2 separate regions of the Zea mays genome follow, and region 1 is linked to region 2. Evidence: chromatin contacts called from public Hi-C data. All regions are on one chromosome and are shown on one strand. Each heading gives the region's core, a stretch centred on a gene start, on an enhancer-like site or on the middle of the called end of the contact. The rest is flanking DNA. Distances are from core to core; before and after follow the strand shown.

What was found. A called contact is a pair of places that touch in the nucleus more often than the background predicts.
Region 1: a contact with region 2 is called in a Hi-C map of leaf, with 4 times the contacts expected there. The contact joins the promoter of LOC100101525 here to the promoter of LOC542407 in region 2. A contact is called at or near these places in 2 of 25 Hi-C or Micro-C datasets (leaf and tassel).

The regions. Positions count from the first base shown.
Region 1 is chr8:177,909,430-177,915,184 of Zm-B73-REFERENCE-NAM-5.0, forward strand. It overlaps LOC100101525 (cystatin 2), which reads right to left and starts at 2,765. Exons shown (of 3, transcript NM_001112543.1): 1 at 2,532-2,765; 2 at 1,516-1,711; 3 at 1,318-1,353. The coding sequence starts at 2,741. The coding sequence ends at 1,517.
Region 2 is chr8:177,766,738-177,772,582 of Zm-B73-REFERENCE-NAM-5.0, forward strand. LOC542407 (octopine synthase binding factor 3) reads left to right here and starts at 2,483. Exons shown (of 11, transcript NM_001111978.2): 1 at 2,483-2,781; 2 at 3,641-3,750; 3 at 4,168-4,241; 4 at 4,356-4,562; 5 at 5,797-5,845. The coding sequence starts at 2,696.

The DNA.
Region 1 (5,755 bases), core at 1,515-4,014, 140 kb after region 2:
ACTAAAACGATGTCGGTTGTTAAAGCCTTTAGCGACGGCAATTAGAGTGATCATCTTTATAGGTCGCTAAATGTCTTTAGCGACCAATCCTAGATCGTTGAAGGTACTTTTGGCAACCAATCATAAGTCATTGTAAATCACTCGTCGTGTAGTGTAGGCTGTTTGAGACTGAATTATTACATCACATGTATTACCTTCGTGGAGAAAACACACCGTTTCTTGTGAAATGTTGTGCTTACAACATATATAATCGGTTTAGTTTAGTTAAGATTTCTGAAAATTTGATTCTAATTGTGTCAGCTGTGAAACAGCTACTGCTGAGTTGACGGTTATGGAAAAAAAACTAAAATATGTTTGATTCAAACAACTGTCAATTATAGATTCTATAAAAGCATAATCGGTGTTAACATGGATGACAAAAATATGAAAAATCGGATACAAAATGATTATGAATTGAAATAAAGGACTATATAGATGTTTAGTTGAAGCGACTATCTATAGTTATAGATTGCGTAGGAGCAAAATAGCTTCTAATATGGATGACAAGAATTTGAAAAAATTAGGTTAGAAGATGATTATAAAAATTTTATAGCGAATCTAGTTTAGAAAACTGAACTAAACAGACATTAAATGACTTTGGTGGCTGTCGCAAATTTTAGCTCGTCTTATGAGCTATAGATGTCAAACGCAACAATCGTACTCATCGTAAACGAAGAACAAACTGGATTCGAACGCGAAACTTTTGACTATCCTGAAGTATACGGCACTCAAACAGCTTCGAAGTGATCGCAAACATATTCTCTCTGGTCATCTGGTGAGCTGACTATGCACTCAGGCGCTTGCTTGGTTTACAAGGTATAATCTGAATTGACCAAGCTGAGATTGGATGGGATCGTCATGTGACCAAAAAATCTGCATGTAAACTTCCAAGCCGAAGACTTGAGCCAAGTAATGTGAGAATTCTGCCATGTACGTTCCAACTTCCAACAAAGATTTCAGCAAAGTAACATGAGGATTCTGCCATGTATGGTAGTTCATAAACCTTAGAATCCATAATAGCAAATTTTATTCATGATATTACACAGGTACGGCAATCTAAGATATCATATTAAGGGCTTGTTCGGTTAGGCGTGGATTGAAAAGTATTGGAGTGGATTAAAGCCCCTCTATTTGTATAGAAGGAAATTTAATCACCTTCAATTCCCTTAGACACAGACACAAACGAACAAGCCCTAAAAGGGTTGTAGTCTTATGAAATTACACAAGGGAGCATGGTCTAGCATGTTGGGAGGTGGCTCCTTATTCTGCAACTTTGCTTTGAGCTTCAGGCTCGCACATGGAGAAGGAGAGATCCTGCAATTGGTAGATTTTGATCAATGTACCATGTAAGATAAAACTCTCCCAACGACTGGTGAACAGCTAAAAACCTAATACAAAAGGACTGGAAGATGCATCGTTCAGCAATGAACAGAACAGAACTGGGCCAGATAGTATGTAAAACATGCACAAATCTACCTTAGGCGCTAGCACCCTCTTCAACAGGCTTGAATTCCTGCAGCTCCTTGAAGTTCTCCCATGGCTTCTCCCAGACCTTAGCTTCGTAGAGCTTCTTCACTTCGCCATCCTTCACTTCAATAGTGAGATAGTACATCGTGCCAGCAACCACTTGTGTCTTGGCCTTCACAAGCTTCTCGAACCCCAGAAGAGCATTCTGCACAGCGCCAACGCAGAAGGTTATTTGCAATCCAAAATTTCGTATTTGCCGTGGACCAAAACATTAGCATAGATCTCTATTTCTTTACCTCTACCGAGTATCATTATCATAAAACAATAGATCTGACTAATCAATCAACATTCTGAGTTAGCACACAGTAGATCTGACTAATCAGTCAACATTCTGAGTTGCAAGATACCAATTATTCCATACAAACAATAAATTAGTACCATTTGTTTTGTGATTGCATAACGATAGTGGTAAATCTTGAACCACCTTTATTTCTTTACCTCTACCGAGTATCACTATCATAAAACATCGAATTTATTAATATCTGATCTGACTAGGCTTCAAAGTTCAATATTAGTACTGCTGGTCAATGGCTCAGGTGACCTCTTGGGTGGTGATACGTGATTACTCGTAATCCAAGCGACAATATGAAATTCAATGTGCCGCAGAAATCTTCAGCCTAGATTACATACTGAGCCATCTTTGTTTGTGGGGAATTTGCTATTTTATCACTCTCAGTTGTGAACTTCTCTATTTTAGACCCAGGCCCACAAATCATAGACACAGATGGTCCCATAAATCATAGACAGAGGGTCACATAATAGTATTTAGCCCACGTTAAAAAGGCTAAAATAGCAAATTTTTCGTTTGTTTGTGTCTGTATCGCAAATGCTCGATGCCATGGCCGGGGCCACACATCAGTGACCCAACTGCAGGGGAGGTAACTGCAGACGATCTCAATGCCAGCAGAACACGGGCACGTCACAGAGAAGGGGTAGCAAACAGGCAAAGGGGGTTGAGGGCTTACGGCCTTCTTGTTGTGCTCATCGACGGCGAAGCGGGCGAGTTCCTGGAGGTGAAGGTCGTTCTCGTTCCCCGGCACGTCCTTGATGCCGCCCGCCAACGTCCCGGTGTTGTCGGCCATGGAATCCTCCTGTGCGTTGCGGGTGGACGATACGGCGAGGGCAAGCAGTATGAGCAGGGCAGCCACGAGCGAGACGATTCGATGTTTGCGCATCTGGATTGGGGAATTGGGGCGGAAATTTATAGCCGGAGAAGATCCCGGGAGACGACTGGAGGAGGCTACGATGAACGATCTGTCAATGCGATATTGTTGTGGCGGGCGGAGACGGAGACGGGGTTGGAAAGGGAACGACAGGACATTTTCGTTCGGTGAAGCTGCGAACTTTTTCAGGTGAGAAAATGATAAGAGATAGAGAAAAGAAACAGTTAAAATATGCTAGGTCGGTTAAAAATAGTCCAAGTTCCCAATTATTTATTTATACGTTTTAAAATATTTGTCGCTCTTTAGTTGATTTTGAAACAAATAAAAAACGAAGGACGTACTATAATAAATTATTAGAGAGAGAAATAAATTATGGTTACTACTTATGTTATTACATTGCTAAATTTATTAATTTAGCATGTTATTTATAGAAAATACGTGAAGTTGCTCCAATTTAGCGTGTAAGGATGGCTCCATGTGCATATAGGTTGCTCGCGTCTATCACGGAGGAGGTACTAGTCGTCGATCAATGCGCAACTGTTGCACCCAAGGAAACGTATGTACAGAATTTTCCACCGCCATGTATGTGATCGTTGACTTTGTACCGTTTGGATTGGGATGGTAGGAGGCTATAAACGTGCTAAATACTTAGGTGGAAGAGGGAGAAAAGAAGACAGAAAAAATAGTAAACTTACAATCGATTTAAAGATAAGAATAAAAAAAGAGGCAACTAGGTTTCTACATTAAAGACTAGTTTAGAAACCACATTTTTCTAGGGGGTTCTATTTTACCAAGAGAAATATTTTATTTTCACTTGGTAAAATAGAAATTCCTTGAGAAAATAGAGTTCCTAAACTAACCCTAAGTTACAAAATCCTTAAGGCATGTGCAACCTCATTAATTAGTGGTATCTTGATAGGCCTCTAAGGGTCTAAAAGTAAGAAAAAAAGAGACGGACTATTTGTGAAGAGTCCATCAATATATGACTTTTTATACATATTATTTTTTAGCTATATTTATGATCTAAAGGTCTAGGTTTATCATGTTGTATTTTAACTGTCTCTTATACTTTAAAAACCGATCCAAGACTCCAAGTTGTATGTGCCTTAGAGCTGTTGTAAATAGAAGCAATTTAGTGATGAACAAATTGATTCCGACAATAATAAGAGCAACTACAACATGTTTCGAAAATGAATAACTCACTAGTAGTTCATAATCTAGTGAGAGTGAATGAAGGAAAACGAGAATAAACGACAGAGAAAGTATAGACATTTTACAGTGAGGTTGTCAGCGCTAGAACAACGCGAGAGTAGACGAAATATGAAAGGGAAATATGCTTACACCTTTTCCTAATTGATTTTGGTGGTTGAATTGTCCAACACAAATAATTGGACTAACTAGTTTGCTCTAGATTATAAGTTTTACAGGTGCCAAAGGTTCACAATAGGCCAATGAAGACACAAAGAAAGGGTTCAAACAAAGGGAGCAAAAGATAATCAAAGGCAGCCCTGGTCTGGCACACCGGACTGTCCGATGCACCACCGGACAGTGTCCGGTGCACCAGGGAACTCCAACTCCGAACTCGCCAGTCTCGGGAATTCTGGGAGCCACTCCGCTAAAATTCATCGGACTGTCCGGTGCTACACCGGACTGTCCGGTGTGCCAGCGGAGCAACGACTACTTCAGCGCCAACGGTCGTCTGCAACCGCATTGAATGCGCTACAGTGTGCGCCAGAGTCAGAGCAGCGCTAGAAGGCGCACCGGACAGTCTACAGGACCTGTCCGGTGGCCCAGAAGACAAAAGCTCCAACGGTCGAACCCTAACGGTCAGGTGACGTGGCAGGCGCACCGGACAGTGTCCGGTGGCGCACTGGACTGTCCGGTGCGCCATGCGACAGACAGCCTTCCAACGGCCACTTTTGGTGGTTGGGGCTATAAATACCCCAACCACCCCACCATTCATTGCATCCAAGTTTTCCATCTTCCAACACATTACAAGAGCTATAGCATTCAATTCTAGACACAACCAAAGAGATCAAATCCTCTCCCAAGTCCGGAATCACTCCAAATCAAATAGTGACTAAAGAGAGTGACATTTGTGTTCATTTGAGCTCTTGCGCTTGGATTGCTTCTTTTCTTTCTCATTCTTTCTTGTGATCAACTCAATTGTAAACAAGGCAAGAGATACCAATTGTGTGGTGGTCCTTGCGGGGACTTTGTGTCCCGTGTGATTGAGAAGAGAAGCTCACTCGGTCTAAGTGATCGTTTGAGAGAGGGAAAGGGTTGAAAGAGACCCGGTCTTTGTGACCACCTCAAAGGGGAGTAGGTTTGCAAGAACTGAACCTCGGTAAAACAAATCCTTGTGTCTCACTCTTTATTTGCTTGCGATTTGTTTTTCACCCTCTCTCTCGGACTCGCTTATATTTCTAACGCTAACCCGACTTATAGTTGCGCTTAAGTTTATAAATTTCAGATTCGCCCTATTCACCCCCCCCTCTAGGCGACTTTCAAAGTAGATCGACGAGAAGCACGACGTCGATGTAGAGGAAGCAGACGAACAATGAACAATCGCAACACGCTTCCCAAAAACCATATACAACGCCTATCCCGTGCAGGGACACGAGGGAACGTAGGCTTTAGAGATCCTGCTCTCCCAACGTTGATGGCACGTTAACAGCGAAATGGGGAAGACGAGGGTAGCACGACACTTTAGAATGAGGCTTAGAAAGTCTGTATTGAGGATGACGTCTCGCTCCCATTATATACAGACGACACAGCTAAGGCAAATAATTAGCCATGTAATCACAACACTAATATGAGATCAATCACAATTAATACAAGAATAATTGCTTATCAAAATAGAGCAGCGCAGTTTCTTCGTGCATGCAAAAATATCAAGCAGCAGAAAAAAGTCGCGCACCTAAAAGGTCGGAAGTGATAAATCATCGGACCATTCACATGCATGTTGTGCGCCCGCGCCCATCACCCAGCGAGGCGAGCGCACCCTTGTTGTCACATTTCCTCTC
Region 2 (5,845 bases), core at 1,233-3,732:
CCGTTTTATTGTTAGGTGCTTTCCATTTCCAATACATTTAAATTCTTACATCATGTATAACTGAAGTATAATACTACATTCGTTCTCGAATATTTGTCGTCCGTTAGTTTATTTTTGAATTAAAACGAGATAAATAAAAAAGAACGGAGGGAGTATATATTTTACTACTAATAGATTAGCCAAAGTTGATAAATGATTCAACCAAACTGATTTCAACGAAATTAACTGAACGCCCAAAGATAGTCCTAATGTGGGTGGTTTAATTTTGATGGTAATAATTAAGGTGTTAGGTCAATACTGTAAAATACTAATGTGGCATTGCAATTAGACTATTCCCATCATCTTAGCCGTCCTATTTCAAACTTCATTTTGCGAACATTGCAAAATAGTGTTTTGGATAATCATATGAGTAACCTACTGAACACGATTTTAAGAGCAAGTAAAATAAAGTGACATAGGTGAGTTGTAAGTGAGGCTACGTAAAATTTATAGTAACATGGTAAAAAATAGAGAGAATGGAAGCAGGTTGCTTACTACTCCCCCCGTCCCATATCTTAAGGTCGTGAAGGCATGCCATAAGTCAAATGTTTTCAACTTTGACAGTTAATAACAAAATAACCATAAATATTGACCAAATAAAAAACGAAACTATTAGATTTATTATTAAAACATCTACCACAATCTATAATTTCTGTAATTTAAAAGTAATTATTTTTTAGATATTGTTGGTCAAAGTTTAAAAACATTGACTTGGGACAAATTTTTGTGAACTTAAGATATATGACGAGGGAGTACTAGGTAGCTGAAAGTGAGTTGTTCACAAACTTCAAGACAGTCTGTGAGAATAAGTAAGAGGTAGGTTAAGGATTAAATGTAGAATTTGTATCATTTAAGGGTTATTATATATAAGTAAGTTTTTAGTTGGTTATACGTGACATGCAACAGAAAGCTTTCTATGGGCTTTATTATTAACCTTGCTTTTAGGTGGAGAGTAGGTCACTCTTGAGAGTTTCACGACATCAACGTTTTCTAAATGATTGCGTACACTCGGTTCGGCTCGAAGGATGAAACTACGAGGCTATGTTTGGCATGACTGTTCACAATTTTAATCGGAAGCTATACTAAATATGACATTATTGCAATAGTTTATTAGTTCAGCTGTTTTTTTAGAATTAACTAAAAGCAGACAATAAATAGAAGCTCTTTTTCACCCGCTTCTCAAATAAACTGTTTTTCCAAAAAGCATATTTCTTGTCTTTTGAGCTGTTTTCAGAGTTAGTACATTTATGGTTTAGTGACACTGTTGTATTCTTAATCGTTTTTTTATGTTCAACTCAGCATTGCACATGCCATGAGAATTATTCGTCAATTTTCCCCCTCTTTACAGAAAGAGAGTAACAGTAGAGAAGCAAAAAGTCTATGATCTTTTTTCATTTTGCTGCACAGGTTTGAGCTATGCGACACGAAACGAAAATCCGGACGTCTGTGACGTGAAAGATATGATAAAGAACTGCAAGCCGGTGGCGCTCCCGAGGGGGTTAGTTGAGCGCTAAACAAATCGTGGGAAATGGCGCGGAGGTTAGTAGTGCAGAATTATCAAAGCGGGGGGAAGAAATCTGCATCCAGAGCTCCTGATCGTCTGTGGCGAGGAGGGCAAGGCAGACAACAAAGCAAATATTCATTTCATGCCGCCAGTAGTTTGCCTGCCGAAAGTATACTGGAGTATACTAGTTGTACAATGTCTTGTGCCAATTTTAACAAAAGAACTTGTGTATAATTATTTTCGAAATTACTGTTGTCTTCAATAAAAAAGTTTGGTTCTGTATTTTTGTTTTATAGAAAATTAATTTCACGGCCTATAGAGAGTTGATATATCTTTTTCAAATGAAACTCTGGAAATAAAACTCCATAAGAATAGTTTGCTTTCTTTCCTACGGTTCTACCCAGCGCGAGCTTGATGTCTTCGTGCCTCCCGTCTTCTTCCCGCCCATCCTGAAGCCTTGGCGGTGGCTCCATGTCCCGTGCCCAACAGCTCGCCCGTAGGACTAGGAGGGGGGCCGGGCGGAATGTGTTGTTTCTACAAGGCGTTTGGCGTAGCTTCTCAAAGCGGATTCAGAGAGAGCAAGAGAGCGGAGCGGCGACCTCTGATCCCGTCCCGTTTTGGTTTTTTTGTTGCGACCTGCTCCCGGACCCGGAGCTGCGCTACCAAAACGGGGCACGCATCACTGAGCCAGCCTCAGCGGTGGCCACTGCGTGCGCGGAAGCATGGGATGCCTCCCGCCCGCCTAGAGATTGGTATGGTCCAAACGTCACTCCTCCTCCAGTGGCGGTGGGGACTCGCAAGCCCGAGAAATCATTATAAAAATGTCCGCAGTTCGAGGCATTGGCAACCCCCTGACGCCGCTGGAGTGGAGTCCTCCATCTCCTCCTCCTCGCTTCGCCCAAACACAACCGGCTGCTTTGCTTTCTCAACCCACCAGTCCTCAATCACCTCACAACACAGCCCCTGTCAGATCGTCCCACTGATCGGGCCGTGCAAAACCCCCCAACCTTTTCGACAGGACCCTGCTGGCGCTACAGTCTTCTCCCGGAGGCAGAAACTCTTTGCTTCCGCCTGGCTCGCGATGCTTGTTTGGGTGCGCGGGCCTGCGGCGAGGTGAGGCGACGGCGGCGCCGGGCGGTTGCATGGTGGCCGATGGAGAGTAGACGGGGAGGGTCGGGGGCGGCGGCGGAAGATGCGGGCGGGGCGATGCCGAGCTTTGGGCCAACGCAGCACGCCATGTATGTTCCCGCGCCACACCGCCTTCTTCATTTACTTGCTCATGGTTTCTTTTCTCCCCTCGTCCACCGGCCCTCCTCCCGTTTCCGCGTGCTACTGTGCTTGTCTCACTAGTCCGTGCAAGAGCATCATTTGATCCCTCATTGTAGTTGATTACTTTCTAGTTAATTGATCATTGCACTGCGCTGCGCATGGATTGCGGCGGTGATTGCCTCTGCTTTCCAGGAGGAAAAAGTCGATTGCTTTTTTCCTTTTCCTGAATAGACTAAACCCTCACCTGACCTCATGTGTTTGTAATAGTTAGACGGTAACCTTTATCTGTAGTAAGGTTTCTGTTGGCCTTATGCTCTGGTAGTGCAACTGTGCAAGGACTGAGATGAGCAATGGATTTCATTGATGTGCCATGCCATGCTGCTTCACTTCACTGCACTGGCCTAACAGTAACAGTTTGGCGGCTTGCCCTGGTCAACTGTCAGAGGCTTGGCTTGTTGTCACTGATCACTGGACAACATATGCATGTCCCCAGCCAGGGTACCGGAGATCATCACGGTGGTAGGTCCATACCTTCATGATGGCAGAAGAGGGGCCTAGGGTTGGGCATGCGCAACCCAACTTATATCATGGGTTAGTGAAACATTAGTAGATTTGGTATACTGCGTGGGATAGATTGCACTGTGCATCTCAAGCAGCAATCAATGCAATTGAATGTCAGGTTAACATAGAACGATAAAAGAAAATTCATCTCTGCATGCTAAAATATAAAGTGTGTTTTTTTTTGCTGTGCAAAACCTTTTTTCTAAAAAGAAATGTATATACTTTTTTGTGCTCAATATTTTATTTTGATGAACAATGCCTTTTCAGTCGCGCAGGCGCAGATGTGAACAGCATGCAACCTTCTCGAGTTACTGACTTTGGGGCACTTGCACAGTCTGCTGGATTCCGAATAGAAGATCTTGCTAACCTTAATGCAAGTATGTTTTCAGTTCCCAATCAAATATGCTAGAAATTACTTCTTATATATGTTCTTTTGGTGTCAGAAGTTCAGTCATGTGTAATATGTATTTTTTTCAGCTTTGGGAATATTTGTATTCTACTCATATGCATCTGGCCTACATTTTTAAATCTGATAGCTAGTTGTACTCTGTCACTCGGTTATTGGTATGCTTGCTCACAGCAGTTACCAAAGGTATAATTTCTGTTTACTATGTGTACCTGTAAGCTGCAAAATTGGAAAGGTCTCGCTTCACAAGCATTGCCACCGTACTGTACACAACTGCAACCCCTATCATACAAGCAGTGGATTAGTTCTAAGGACGTAGATGAATTACTAGCTTTTCTGTTCAATTACCCATGGTTTGAACGATTCTCGTTTATTTTCTCATATTCAGATGCCTTGTTCAATCTGAAGCCAAATTCTCATACGATTGACAACAGTCCTCTTCAGTTTGGAAATTACGGAAAGGTATGCAGGACACAATTAAAATTCTGGCCACTGATCAAAAGCCTGTTAATTTAGTGATGTTCCATACTGCCATCCATATCAGGAGCTGACACAGTTTTGTTTCCCTATTTGTAGTCTATTTCTCCTCATATAAATACTACAGAAGCAACAACAGCTGCAACAAGAATTGACCCTCAGCTGTCAGCACAGCAAACAGGAGCACAACCAATTCTGGTGGCGTTACCAACTGGTAACATGGAGAATTGGGGAGAGTCAGCTATGGCTGGTAGCCCTATGACTGACACATCTACAGATCCAGACACTGATGAGAGGAACCAGATGGTAGCAACCATTCTGATTTCACTCCTTTGTTGGCCTGTTTTATTAGATGAATATGATATGCTTGATTTTCGCAGAATATTTTCATGCTCAGATTTTGCTGCTTTGGAAGTTTCTGTTGTGCTTAAGAAGAATGTTTGACTTCGAAACATGCATGGTTATTTTTTTTATTTCATACATATGCATAAATACCTTCAACAAATTGCAGACATTAAGGTTCTCTTGCATGAATAATATAGATGGTGCATTAGATAAAGCCATTGCATATACAAGTATGATTTGCTCCCAATCTTTTTTTCTCGAACGCGCAAGACTACACGTCATTATATTAAGAGAGGAAAAGGTCCAAGAGGACCAAAATACATTGCCCTTAGGGCAAGCCAAAACACTTGACCAAAAAGGAAAAAAAACCAGCGTAGACCCTACTAATAATAGCAGGAATAGCTTAGCCCCAGCCCTCTCCCAACAACTTAACTCATTTAGAAACAAACTTTTAACAGAGCTCAAGGAAGGGTACACTCCATCGAAGACAACTTTATTTCTAGTAAGCCATAAGACCACAACCCCAAAATTATGAGGCTATTGAAGCCTTTCCTTCTGTTTTTAAGCACCTTTCTCCACCATTCAGCAAAAGGTATTTCATCAGCAGCAGGGGTGAGATCCCCCAGACTCAAGGGAAAAAGGATATCATGCCAAAATTGCCTGGCAAAACTGCAAGTACATAAGAGATGCTGCACTATTTCCTGCTCTTGGTCACATAGAACACAAACAACAGGGTATTGCAGCCCTCTCCTTCTTAGTCTATCAGCAGTCCAACACTTATTCCTTATCGCCAACCAGAGGAAAGACTTGCATTTTGGGGGAGCCCAGGATTTCCACAAACATTTCCATAGTTCAAATGAAATCGAACCCATGAAAAGAGCCTTATAGCAAGACTTCGAGGAGAACTGCCCAGAAGAAGAATGATCTTTGACGAACTATTTGCATGATTGTTGGTCAATGTCTACCTGCCGGCCGGATTCTTTTCATATTTGGAAGCATGTTGTGTGTCCATCATCCTTAACGAAGTGATCAATTGAATTACACTTGCTATTTCACACAATGGATTTCTTGTTGGAAAGAATGCTTCAGTGTTCATATGCTTATCTTTTTGTAACATTTATGTTGTGCTTATCTTTTTGTAACATTTATCAGCATATACTAAAGTATACCAGTTTACTAATTATCTGCCTATCAGTTTGAACAAGGACTTGTTGCTGTCCCCACAGCATCTGATTCTAGCGACA